2 separate regions of the Ovis aries genome follow, and region 1 is linked to region 2. Evidence: chromatin contacts called from public Hi-C data. All regions are on one chromosome and are shown on one strand. The core of a region is the stretch at or near the end of the contact, and the rest is flanking DNA. Distances in the headings are between cores, read along the strand shown. Region 1 holds the start of DUS2 (dihydrouridine synthase 2). Region 2 holds the start of TSNAXIP1 (translin associated factor X interacting protein 1).

What was found. Hi-C and Micro-C count contacts between places; a contact is called where the count stands out from the background.
Region 1: a Hi-C map of hypothalamus shows a contact between it and region 2, with 2.2 times the contacts expected there. The contact joins the promoter of DUS2 here to the promoter of TSNAXIP1 in region 2. A contact is called at or near these places in 3 of 16 Hi-C or Micro-C datasets (hypothalamus, muscle and tail adipose tissue).

Annotation. Positions count from the first base shown.
Region 1 is chr14:35,038,403-35,045,294 of ARS-UI_Ramb_v3.0, forward strand. DUS2 (dihydrouridine synthase 2) reads left to right here and starts at 3,888. Exons shown (of 17, transcript XM_042231828.2): 1 at 3,888-3,933; 2 at 5,936-6,012. It overlaps DDX28 (DEAD-box helicase 28), which reads right to left and starts at 3,863. Exons shown (of 1, transcript XM_027978106.2): 1 at 2,027-3,863. The coding sequence starts at 3,851. The coding sequence ends at 2,214. LOC132657743 (a long non-coding RNA gene) reads left to right here. Exons shown (of 3, transcript XR_009596310.1): 3 at 10-290.
Region 2 is chr14:34,880,522-34,887,240 of ARS-UI_Ramb_v3.0, forward strand. TSNAXIP1 (translin associated factor X interacting protein 1) reads left to right here and starts at 4,346. Exons shown (of 12, transcript XM_060398381.1): 1 at 4,346-4,642; 2 at 6,080-6,182. The coding sequence starts at 4,596. It overlaps RANBP10 (RAN binding protein 10), which reads right to left and starts at 3,988. Exons shown (of 14, transcript XM_012189974.5): 1 at 3,726-3,988; 2 at 2,846-2,957. The coding sequence starts at 3,960.

The DNA.
Region 1 (6,892 bases), core at 2,638-5,137, 160 kb after region 2:
CCTTTTCAGGCTGATCCCTTGGAACGTGGAGGCTCACTGTGTCTACTTACTTGTCCCGGCTTCTAAGATCCTAAGATCCGTAAGAGAGATCACCCAAGGTGGGGCACTCTCCGATATTCGAACGGGTGCCGGCGGCCTAACGTAGACGGTGCAAGCTCCTTGTCTGGAGCTTTATTGGTTTTCCACGTAACCCAAGTTAATCAGCCTCTTCTCTCCACTTAATTTTCTTACTACACTATTTCTTCCTAACCTAATCTTATATTAATAAATAAATAAGTTTTCCTCGCCGACTCCATCCACCCTTCGAATTCCCTGGATCCACTGTGGCTGGACCCCGGCAGATAACCTTCTTCAGGGGCTCCCTGTAGCTGACCTTAAGAAAGCAAAGATGGGACACCTGTTTACTGGGGCTGTTGCAGAGGGGATGTGCCCAGGAGGTGGAGACGTCTTGGGCTATTATTTGAGAGGTTGGGCCACTCTGGTTGCAAATCACAAAAACCTTCTGTCTACTCCTAAATTGCTTGAATTGGCGGGTGCACATTAGGACAGATGAAGTCAGGCCTAATTAGAGCAGACTGCCTTTGGGAATGCTAGAAGGTAAAATGTGAAGCGAAATGCTCTGTAGGTTTTTCATGGCAAGTAGGCCAGAATGAGACCACTGATTGTCCAAGGCTTCAGAGATTACTTGTCTGAGAGCATCCCTCTGGTGCGGTGGGGGTACCAATACCTTATAATAACTCGGCTGGGCACCTGGGGAAGGCAGAATACATGGTTTATTAACTTAAGAGGGTGGGAAACTCATCTGGGGATTCCACAAAACAACAAACACTTGTATGTGGATTTTTGGACCAACTCTCAGAAAACTTACGTAGCTCTGAAGTAGGGTTCAGGGATCTGTACTTTAAACAAGTTGCACCAAAGTGGTCCATGGATAGTTGACTAAATTATTGTCTATTTGGGTTTGCTTTTGAGAGTCAAAGTGGGCAATATTAAAAATTGCAGCAGGCATAGATGTAAACAAGGAATATTCAAGGCAAACAGAAATGTAGTTATTCTACATGTGAATCACATTTGAGAAAACTTAGCCTAGTGGTTAAAGAACACAACTCTTAGGACACAGACCAGATTCTGTCCTTATTTGTGTGATTTTGAGCAAGTTCTTTCATCTTTCTGACTGTTTCCTCATATGGGAAAGACTGTACATTTAGCACAATATTCTCTTTTGGCAAAGGTTGCTCTGAGCCCATTCCTGTTCTCTGCCAACTTAATCCTTTTCAGTGTGTGAGCAGTTTTAAGTTGTTTTCTTAAGTATTCTCTCTTTCAACCATTCCTTACTTTAGGCAAAGCTTATATAATGCTGCTAGGTTCTATAACGCTTATAGAACATAGGAGATAGTGAGCGGATGCTATAAGCTTATTTTGCCAGTTTTATAAAAACGTTTAACCTTTCCTCTTCCTCTGCAGCCAAGAGATGGGAAAGAAGGCAGAGGCTGGAAATGCACACTAAGGAATACTTCTGTGTCAGTCTGCCTTTTATTCTTCTGCCACTGCTTCCCAGAGAGATTTCACTAAGACAGCCTAAGCTTGCCATGGCCATTGTTCATAAAGAAAATTTCTCTATTGCTAGTCACATCCCCTTTTCCTTTTCCTGAGGGCTTAATGGATTTTTTTTTTTTTTTTAAATTTGCCTGTGTAAGGTCTTAGCTGTGGCCACAGGGTAAGGCTGGGATTTAGCTGCCCTGTCCCACAGCATATGGCATCTTAGTTCCCCAACCAGGGTTCAAACCCTGGGGATGTGGTTCAAACCCACATCCCCTGCATTAGGAGGCAGATTGTTAACCACTGGACCACCAGGGAATGGATGGTTTTTGGGGCAGGAAATATAAAGTCGAAACAAAAACATCAACTGAAGGAGCCTTTGTCCTAGGTGCAGTAGTTTGGAGTGTGAATTTTCTCAGAATCCAGTGAATTGTGCCCCAGGTGGAAACTACAGAAACATCACTTACTGTTAGAAATCATGACATGATACAAAGCCAAAATCAACTTTATTCTTCGTGTGAAAGACTACAGAGAGCCACGTTCAGTAGTTCACCCTCCAGTGTTGACCAGCAGCTGGGGCCTTTAGAAGGTGACTAAGCAGCCCAGAGCATCCTGCTGACAAGTGTGCTCACCCATCCAGCACACAGGGAAAGACCCCTGTTATGGCATCATATTTAAGCCTGCTGCAGTAAGGTTTCCTGGTGCAAAGGCTCACTTACGGAGGACGCTAGACCTGGTAGGCTTCTCCTCCTGCGAGCTGCCAGCTCAATCTTCTGAACCAGGCTCACATCCCAGGGATGGGTCACAAAGCTGATGACTGTTCCTGGCACCTCACTCCCCACACGGCCCACCCTCCCTGCTCTGTGGATGTAATCCTGCAGGGTGAGAGGGAAATCATAATTGATGACGATTTCCACCTGGGTGCTGTCCAGGCCCCGAGAGGCGATGTCTGTGCAGAGAAGTATGTCTCGGGAGCCCTTCTGGAAGGACTGGAAGATACCTGCCCTCATGGAGGCTGGCATTTGTCCCTGCAGTCTTAAGTGTTGGATTTTGTGGTCATCCAGAATATATCCCAGCCAGTTCACAGTGCTGGAGCTGTTACAGAACACGAGAACAGTTCCTGTGGAGCCAGTCCTATGTGCTCTGTCATGCTGCTTGAGGATCTGCACCAACTCAGTCACCTTCTCTGCTCCTTTCAGCCTCAAGAACGTCTGTTTGACATGAGGCATGATGCAGTGGAGCTTGGAACTGGTAATGGTGGTTAAAGAGTCTAAGCTGGCAACTTTACTCAGCAGCTGGCCTACACCGTCGGGAAATGTGGCCCCCACCAGCACTAACTGAGCTTTGGGATTGAAAGGGTCTTTTAAGTCAGCGGGGCCTTCTGCTATGTGACTCTTCTCCAATATGTAATCCACTAGTTCCAGGAAACTTTCATCCAACAATGTATCTACCTCATCCAACACCAAGAAAGAGAGGCGCGCCAGGCTGATCAGTTGACCTTTCAGGGCCTTCCACAGAGCCCCCGGAGTGGCCACCAGTACATCTGCTGGAGGATGTTTGGACAGTTGCAGCCTGATCCTACTCATGCCATGGCCTCCCTCTAACTCCTGCACCCGGAGGCCTAAGGAGCTGCCCAAGGGCCGGGCCACGGCCCGCACCTGTTCAGCTAATTCTCGAGAAGGCACAAGGACCAGGGCTCGAGGAGCAGGGATACGACTGGCGTCCAGGCTTGGCTGGCCCAAGAGCCGTTGAAGCAGAGGTAGCATGTAGCCGAGAGTCTTGCCACTGCCGGTTTCCGCGGCGCAGAGGATGTGGCGGCCGCGAAGTAATGGGGGAATGGTACTCGACTGCACGGTTGTGGGCCGAACGACTTCGGGAGCAGCTTCTTGGAGTGCGCTCAGCACACGGGGCTCCAGACCCAGATCGGCGAAGCTGCCCTTGGACGAGAGGTTCCGCAGCGCTGGGGCCTCATGCTGAGCGCGCTCAATGGAGAAATAGTCCTGGCGAGCGCGCCGATGCTTCCAGCCTCGCGAAACGAGTGGCGCAGCCTGCCAACGGCCCAGCGTTTGGCGTGCGGGCTGGTTCAACTCCGGTCGTCGGGCCGAGATCAGCAGCGGGCCAGGTCGCACCAACACCGGCCGCAGGGGGCTCCGCTGCCCGCTCTGCCGCTGTTCCTGCCGCCTCTGTAGAGCCCGCGGGATGCGCACCACGGGCAGGGGCTCATCGGGACCGCGGACTGTCAGGTCCCGTCGAGGCGCCAGAAGCAACCGAGGCACGAGCGACAACAGCCGTAGCTGCAGTGCTAGAGCCATAGTCCCCTTGGTGCGGAAGAGGCGCACAACAATGACGTCATGCGCGCGCCAAGTCCTCGCGGACGGTGGCCGGCGCGGCTCAGTAAGGCATGAGGAATTGGCGAACTGGGTGGAAGGAGGGAGGATCTGTAGAGTTCAGCAGCGGCGAGGTCTGTAGGTCCAAACCGGGTGGTGACGTCCAGGCCCCGGCTAACCTTGGGGAAGGGTGCGCGATGAAGGCAGGATCGGGGTCCGGCGACAGGCGGCGATGGGGCCCTGGCATTAGGAATCAGGAGGGCTGAGGGCTTCTGGCGATCCGATGTCGGATCCCTACAATTCTCCTTTGTCGCCCTCACAGCTCCTGTAATGGCATGTCCAGTTCTGATCGCCCCGTGTAAACTGTGAGGGTGCGGCGGTGTTTTCACAGATATGCTCCCCTTGTAAGGTCTTCTAATATAAATATTTATTGAGAATCTGAGTGAATGGTCAGGCCTGGGGGCCGAGACCAGGGGTAGATCTAGGCTCAGCGTTCCCCCACCGCCCAGAGAGGTGAGGGCCCAGAGAGCAAGCCGATGGACTTCAGCATATCATCTCTTCACTCAAGAGAACTCATCTCTTCGGACCTTTTCCGCTTGCTTTTCAGCTGAGATTCATTCTTCCTTCTCTTGTTACCCTTTCCAACTTCTCATCCTGAAGCTCACCTAGCTCCTCCGGCTTTCAGGTTGGATGCCTAAATTACTTGAATAGTAGTGGGAGGGTCCTGCTACAGGTATATGACTTGTCTCACAAAGTCATGATCAGGCAGAATATTTTACCTAAATTCAGTTCAGGTTGCGAAAAAACCTTACACAATTGGTACTTCCTGAACGGATATAGAAAATGGGCATCAGATCATTTCTGTAATCTCTAGTGCCTGGGGTAGGGGATAAGGTAAATATGGGTTAACTACTTGGAAGAGCCTTAACATTGGAAGAAAGAGGTTTTGGGGTTTTTTGTTGGCCACTGCTGCACAGCCTTTGGTGCTGCCTGGAGTGCAAGTATGGAATCTTAACCACTGGACCACCAGGGAAGTCCCTGGAGAAAAGTTTAACTTTCATTACATACTGTTATAAAGATAAATACTATTATATTTCAAATAGTGCTTTGATACACGATAGGCTTTTCTGGAGAGTTATCTGTTAAACTAGAGGAAGAGAGAGTAATGACAGGTAATCAGAGTTACTGGATGGAGTGGTGGCTCTTGAGTGAAAGTGACTTTTGCCCCCACCCTTCCTGGAGGACACTTGACAATGGCTGGAGACATCTTTATTTGTCACATCTGGGGATGTGCTACAGGCTTCTAGTGGGTAGAGACCAGGATATTACTAAATATGGCACAATGCACAGGACAGCCACCCGCCCCCCCCCCCCGCCCCCGCCAAAAAAGAATGATCTGGCCCAAAATATCAACAGTGTGCTGTTGAGAACCTTGGATAGAGGATGGGGACTGAAGAGAGGCTGGGGTTGCTGCATGTACTCTTGCTTCAGGGAGCTACATTTGCCAGGTTCTCGTGTGGCCCAGCCCCTTCCCCAGAATCTGTACCGGGCATATTGATGCCATTTCTTGTCATGCCCTTGGGATCAAGAAACCTTGGGGGGCCCCTGAAAGCCATAAGCACAGAAAGGGGCGATTTAAGGAGGGTGATGTGGGAGAAGAGAATTTCGGGAAGAATAAAATTGTCCTCATGTGTTTGGGGACTGTGTCAGACGGAAAAGAGATGAGGTGTGCCTTGGGATGAACCATTCCAGAAGGCAGACTGGGACTGATGACGGAGTCAGATTCCAAATTTGACATAAAGACTACTGTAGCAACCAGAAATGCCCAGATCTGTCTGGAGAGTGCTGGATTTTCTGTCACTGAAAATTTCATGTACAGGTCAATGACCACTGAGTGGTGATATGATAGAGGGGAGTTGATGCAAAGAATATGCTACGATATTGTGATTCTACACTACTTTTATGATTCTTGCCCAGAACTCAGAGCTCCTTGTTCCTTAGCTGAAGGGCTCCTTGGATGTCCGATTTGACAGGTTTCATCCATTTACCTGTGCTACTCTTTTTTTCAGATATAAAACAAAGAATTGTTTTGCACCGAGGCAGAACAGATACATTGAAAGAATTATCAGAAAAGAATAATACATAGGTATGTATTTGCATTTGACTTTCATCCAAATATTTGGGACAGGGTAACTGGTTAGTGGCTGCTTTCTCATGCTCAAACTCTTACAATGTGATTACCTCAAAATGTCATAGGGATTAGAACCTGTCTGAGCCTGTCAGTCTCTTCTCATAGCCCCTAGTTTCTTACTCTTGATTTCTTTTTTTTTGGCTACCCTGCACGGCATGCTGGGTCTTAGTTCCCTGACTGGGAATCAAACCAGTGCCCCATGCAGTTGGAAGAATGGAGTCTTAACCACTGGACCACCGGGGAAGTCCCTTTCTTATAATTTCTTTAGATATTCTGTAAATCCCCTCTTTCCCTCCTGCTCACAGCAGACATTGAGTAACCTCTAGTTGTTATTGAGACGGATATTTTACAAGATGTTTTACAAAGCACTTTATCAGTTCAGTTCAGTTGCTCAGTCGTGTCTGACTCTTTGCGACCCCATGGACTGTGGCACGCCAGACTTCCCTGTCCATCACCAACTCCCGAAGCTTACTCAAACTCATGTCCGTTGAGTCGGTGATGCCATGCAACCATCTCATCCTCTTCTCCTCCTGCCTTCAATCTTTCCTAGCGGCAGGGTCTTTTCCAGTGAGTCAGTTCTTTGCATCAGGTGACCAAAGTATTGGAGTTTCAGCTTCAGCATCAGTCCTTCCAATGAATATTCAGGACTGATTTCCTTTAGGACTGACTGGTTGAATCTCCTTGCAGTCCAAGGGACTCTCAAGAGTCTTCTAGAAATAAGAAAGGTTTACTTATTGTGGAAAAAATGCAAGCTCCTGCGAGTGGTAGCCTCATTAGGTAATGTTTTTCTCAGAGCTGCCATGGAAACTTATGTTGCCTAGTTACTCCCTAAATT
Region 2 (6,719 bases), core at 3,096-5,595:
CAAGCCCAGTCCACCGCGTGCCACACCTCTCTGGTCCCACTCAGCACTAAGCACCTTTCAGCTCTCTAAGAACACTAGGACCTCCTAAGACTCCAACTGGACATTCTCTCCACCCAGGGGAAGAATGCAACAGGGAAAGGTGGCAGCAGCGTGGATGCACGTGTCTGGGGTCAGGTAAAGGCACCTGACAAGTTAGGCTGCTCCACTGCACGCCCTAAGCCCTGTGGCCAGGGTAGGTCACCAACATCCCTGGGGCTCAGGGCTCACCCATGAAACAGGTACATCATCATCCGATCCAGCCACTTTCCAGAGATGCGTGAAGATGGAACTAGATAATACAGGAAAGCTACACAACAGGTTAACATCCGGGTTGTGGACCAAACCCAGGTCAGAAACACACCTTCAACACTGACAGCAAACAGGAAACAAGCTGATCATTGTCTGCCCTGGAACAGCCCCTGGCCTCTTCAAAACCACACCTGGCCCATCTGGCTATATCCTAGCCATGAGAAGGCTTTCAGTAATTCCACAAAGAGGCCATAGGGGACATTCGTACACCTTTCCTCTGAAAGCGGTCAACTAAAGCAGGCCACCACAAGCATAAGTGACTCGCGACCTTTCTAAGACTGAGGTTTCCAGGTCAACCTCACAGCTATATTTACCACATGTAAAACTGCTGGGAAAGCTAGGAGAAGATGTTCAACTTTCTGCGGATTTGCAGGCAACACCGACAGTATGACAATCTGACAAGACACGGGGTCTTTTACAGCAAGATCCACTTATAACTGAAAGGTTAAAAGCCAGGTGAAGGAAACCGGGTCTCTGCATTTAAACACTCTCCTTCTGAAAAACTATTCCCTCCTTTTACTAGCTCAGCTGTTTTCCAAAATGATCCACCTTCCTACCTACAAGGTTAGGACGTGCCAGTCCACTTCCTTGGCAACATGAGACTGAAGCACCCATGTTTCAGTCTACACTGCAGCTATTTTTGCTGTGTTTGTTTCATCTTAAGAGTCCATTCTTATTCAGTTCAAGTACATTAAATGTATGTGCTTTTATCAGACAGTGGAAAGGGAAAATAGAAGGTTCAAAGTGAAAATCGCTCAGTCATGTCTGACTCTTTGCAACCCCATGGACTGCCCTGAATTCTCCAGGCCAGAATACTGGAGTGGGTAGCCTTTCCCTTCTCCAGGGGATCTTCCCAACCCAGGGATTGAACCCAGGTCTTCTGCATCGCAGGCAGATTCTCTACCAGCTGAGCCATGAGGGGAGCCCAAGAATACTGCAGTGGGGAGCCTATCCTTTCTGCAGTGGACCTTCCCGACCCAGGAATCGAACCGAGGTCTCTAAAAGGAACCGACAGGGACTTCCCTGGTGGTCCAGTGACAAAGATTCCACACTCCAATGCAGGTGGACCTGCGTTTGATCCCGGGTTGGGGGCTAAGGTCCCACATGCCACAAGCAAGACCTGGCACAGCCAAATAAACAAATATATTTTAAAATAAATAAATAAAGAGCTCTGATAATATAAACTTCCTATCTGTAAATTCACTACATGGGGATAAAAGTAAAAGATGTAATAGCTTGCCATGGTCAGAATTTCAGAATCACAGAATTCTGGGATTAAAGGTAGCTCAGATGCTGGCCTAGCTCCCCAGAGGACAGACAAGCAGATGGAAGCCCCATTACTACCCACAACCACAGAGCCATCCCAGGCAGGGACAACTTCACCAAGGAAGCAGACACAGCTCCAATTCCGGCAGTCCTGCCCCTAGCAAAGCCCCCTGGCCATGCATTTTACAAGTACCACAAGGGGGACTGTCCCTTCAGAAAGGAAGTACTCTGAATGCTCAAGAACACACATTCAGGGTAGGAACAAAGGTCGCTGGTGGGGCTGGCAAACCACCCAAACCAGACCTAAGGTTTGATGAGGAAAATCTTTCCAAGGCAGCTAAAATCATTGTATTTTATAACTTAAACACCTGCTTTGTGATAATCACCAGAAAAAAAGAGGCAAACTAGGAGAAGAAAAGGAAGAGAAATGAAAAATTTCCCCTCTGATTTCCTATATCTGCTTAGATCACCCTAAACTAGGGAGCCTCCCCAATGCTGACTTTAATGAGGACCTTCCTAAAGCTGGTCCAACTGGTGTTCAAGTCACTGGACTGAAAAACAAGTTTATGAGTAGCAAGGTCACCTGATTCTGACCATGTCCATGCTGTTTACCCTAAGATGACAGGCCAGTGGTTGCCACAGCTTTGATGAATGCTGCAAAGACTCTACTATCTCTTTGAAGTCCCCAGGGGCCTCTACATGACTAAATGCCATAAAAAGGAACCTTGAATACGGGAACAGTGTGAAAGGAGGGAAGTAACAAACACCACATAACAGTGGAGGAACTTCATTCCGGACGCTGAACTGTTAATGTAAACTTGTTACTTGTTTCCCTGACTTGTGAGGGAAACAGTCATTACATCATCACCAAAGAGAAGCCCCTCTTCTACAAAATGTACCTGCTGCTGCTGCTGCTGCTAAGCCACTTCAGTCGTGTCCGACTCTGTACGACCCCAGAGACGGCAGCCCACCAGGCTACCCCGTCCCTGGGATTCTCCAGGCAAGAACACTGGAGTGGGTTGCCATTGCCTTCTCTGACAAAATGTACCTACTTGCCATCAAAAGCTACTGCTTAGACCAGGTCATGACCACAGTCGGGTAACAGGCACCCACTACTCAACCCTTTGCAGCTCAGCAGCTCATACAGGCACAAGTGTCAACCAGGAGACCTCAAACTCTGACCACAGGGAACAGCTCAGTGTTGGGGGCAAGGTGGTCAGGAGGGGCTTACCCATCTCTTCCTTTGCTGACAATCTTCACCTCAAAGTAATAAATGCCACAGGCAGCAGGTATGGGGTGGGTGGCACGCACTGACGCCGCATCTTTGTGATTTTTGCCATGACCTAGTAGAAGAGGACAAGGAAGAAATTTCAGCAGAGGGACATACAAATGGAAGCCTCATTCCTCTCTGCTCCATGGCAACTTTACCCCTTCATGGCCAGAGGAAGCCCTTGCACAGTCCAAGAAATAATTAGACAACAACTAAGCAAATACATAAACCTCCCACCTTTGGTTCACCTCCTCCTAAGCACAGCAGCCCGGCCTGGGACTCTGTCCACCACAGAAACCACAGGAGGGTACATGCAATGTGGGTGCCTACATGAGAGACTTCCTCAGGATACACGCAGCCCACTCCGAAGAATAGGGGACAGAGAGGCAGCCCTGGAAGATGCCCCTACGATTTGGGGCAGAACCTCAGGCCCTGTCTGGGATGTCTGGCAGGTGAGGAAGCTCATGGACCTCTGGTTGACGGAGGGGATGTGACCACCCTTTTCTTCAGGCACTTTTGAAACTCAGCAGCGGTAAAGGGCTCAGCTAGAGTCCCTAGAGCTACCTCAGGACAAGCAGGAGGACCCTGGGAAGAAGGTCCAGCCCAGAACTGGTTCGGACACCTGTTGCGGTTCTCCTGACACCGGGTGTCTCAGGGCAGAGCAGACAAGGCAGTCAATCACTGGCCTGGTCAGCTCCACCACCCTAGACACCCTACAGGAGCTAAGGCCCAACCCGGAGCACCCGAGCTGGGGAAGGGACATGATGGAGCACCGGCTGGGCAGCACAGCTACCCCGAAGACACTCTGGTCTTTTCCTCCCCTCGGCCAGAAGGCCGATACCTTTATAGTGGACGCGGAGGTTGCCCTGGGAGAGGCCGATGTAGTTGTACTTGTCCTTGGGGCTCCAGGAGCGCGGCAGCGGCGTCTCGTGCTGGTTGACAGCGGGATACAGGCGCTGCAAGCGCCGGCTCAGTTCCTGCTCTCCTGGGGACGGCAGCCCGCACCCAGTGGCCCCGCCGGAGGACTCTCCAACCTGAGGGCTCCCAGCTCCCGGGTCCGCCGTCGCCGCCGCCATCTTGGAGGGAGCTGCTATTGTGTCACTGGGGGCGGGGAAGAGCAGGACCAGATCCGCCCCGCTCAGCCAATGACCAGAGAGCCGACCAGGGCCGCAGGGAAACCGAGTCCCAGTCCTGCAACTCGCTTTGGACCCTGCCACGCCTCGCCACATTTTGGACTCCACTTCCCATAATGCAGAGTTCTCCAGGGGCGGACCAGCTCAGGCTGGTGGGGATTTCTGGGAGATGTAGTACAAACCTGCTCAGCCATAAGCCTGCTCAGCTAAGACATTGAGATACCGAAAACTACAATTCCCGCTGGCAACGCTGCTCCGGCCTCTCAGTTCACCTCCCTCCCCCGTGGCCTCTGTTTATGCCCCAGCCTCAGCTCTGGTCGCTAGGGTCATATCCGCTGTAATGACTGACTCTGAGGAGACCCTCAGTCCCTATTCCCCGTCCGAGTATACCTTCGCTGCTTGGCTTTCCTCCCGGCGCGCGGGAGCCGGATTCGGGGGCGTGACACAATCCTGATCCCGCCCCCGCCGATGGGCTGCTGGGATCTGGTCGCCATGGTGACGGACTGTACACTAGCACAGCTTCCCAGGCCGCGGGTGCGGGCTGCCCGGGTGCCCGACTGCCCGGCTGCCCTAGCGTCATGGACTCTCAGAACTCGCAAACCCTCAACTTCCCCACCACGTCGAGGTAGGCGCTTGGCGGTGTGAGGCCGGAGAGGAGGCTTTGAGTACTTCCAGAAAGAGAAAGGGTACCTGCTTCAGACCTCTGCACCTCCTGCCTTTTTCTATTGGTCTGGGCCTCCAGCCCCACAGGAACAGTGGTACAGAAACAATCTCAGATGATTTGTCAGCCCAGGAAGGTGGTTACATTCTAGTAAAAGGGGAAAGTGAAAGTGCAAGTCACTCAGTCGTGTCCGACTCTTTGCTACCCCATGGACTATACAGGCCAGAATACTGGAGTGGGTAGCCTTTCCCTTCTCCAGGGAATCTTCCCAACCCAGGGATCCAACCCAGGTCTCCCGCATTGCAGGCGGATTCTTTACCAGCTGAGCCACAGGGGAAGCCCAGTAAAAGGGGAGGCGCACTTTATCATTAGTAACAGCCAGCTTTTTCCTGTTGAGCGTGCATTAAGTGCCAAGTGCTCCATACACCATATTTAACCCTCACAGCAACTCTATGAGGTGGTAATATCACCATTTTACAAACAAAGAAATAGAAGTCTGAAGAGATCACGTGTTTTACACATGTTTATAAGTCATGGAGCTGGTATTTGATCTCAGCCATGGGAGTCTCTAGATTTGAGCTCTTAGCCACAGGATAAACAGCCTCTTTACCCACTGGCTGAAGATAAAAAAGCATCTGTAAGCAGCCCAAGAACATCCTGTAGCCTTAAGGTAGCTCCTGCCTGTATTCACAGGTGCAGCATCTGGACACTCCAAATATGATGATAACAAGCTCCTATAGCCAGAAAAGCCACAGCCAAATAAATATTTTTTTAAAAATTAAAAAATAAAACACTAGAACTCCTCAGAGGATTATGTGTTTAAAAAAAAAAAAAAAGAATTCTCTCCATCTCCTTGTAAGGAAACTGGGCTGAGTGAAGTTAAATTACATGCCCAAGAGGATTCCTGTTAGAAGATAGATGTCAGCCTCTGGGTCCTATCAACTAGTAAGTAGAAAGTAGTAAATACAAGCTCAAGACTCTCACCCTGACTCTTGACTCCAGACTCTGTACTTCTTGTCCTATAGCACCTGCCTTTGGTATCACACCCCTAGAATGTGCTGGTAATGTACATACAATGGTCATTAGAGCCACAGATGAATGCTGAAGGAAGTGTAGGCCTGCATGGTTTTATGGGTTCCTGGCAAGGGGTGTTATACCACTGCAGAATATATGAGATTCCAGTGATGAGGAGAATGTTTCTGGGAATGTGGGAAAATACTTTGAGCCCAGAATTGGGAGCTTGTTGACAGCACCTTTGGGAATCTGGTGGCAGCACTGGGAAGACCCAGAACCTGGCTTGGAGGAGAGAGGAGCCCATGTCTTGTGGTTCTGGGAAGGGTGGAAGTGCACTCCCCACTCAAGGCTCTGTCACCCACCCTTTCTTTCTCCTTCTCTGTGCAGAGCACACCTGCGGCCTTTAGGAGTGTCCATAGATGATTCCCTCTTCACAGAAACCAAGAATACCCAGAAACGCAAGCTTTCTCAGAAACGGAAGACACTGCTGGTTAGTGGCAATGTCCTGTGGGATCTCCAAATTTTGATCCCCAGTCAGGGGTGTGTCAGAGGCCAGGCCCACCAGCCTCTGAGGTGGGAGCATGCACACTTGCCACACCTCACCTGAAAAACCTTCCCAGACCAGCCCTTGCCCACAGATAACCTTCTCTTGCAACACAGCATTCTGGAGTGGACCTCATTTCTTCATCCAGCCTACCATGTGCCAGGCATTGTGCTTGGTGCTGGGACGGTCCCACCAGATCTGTCAGGGTCTTTTAGAACTATGACTGTATCTTTTTTGTCTTTACAGCCCTAGTGCCTGATGTAGTACTTGAGTGGCTGCTACAATGTGTGCCATAACTGCTGTGAGTAGGTGTGTGAAGGCAGTAGCAAAGGATGTTCATCCACTGTGTTGCTGGCTCTGCACTGGAAGTAGGGACTCTATCAGTCTCAGGACAGTCTCTCCTTCCATTCCTGTTCTTTGACGTTTTTGTATAAAAATGAATGCTGGGGAACTCCCTGGCAGTCCAGTGGTTAGGACTCTACA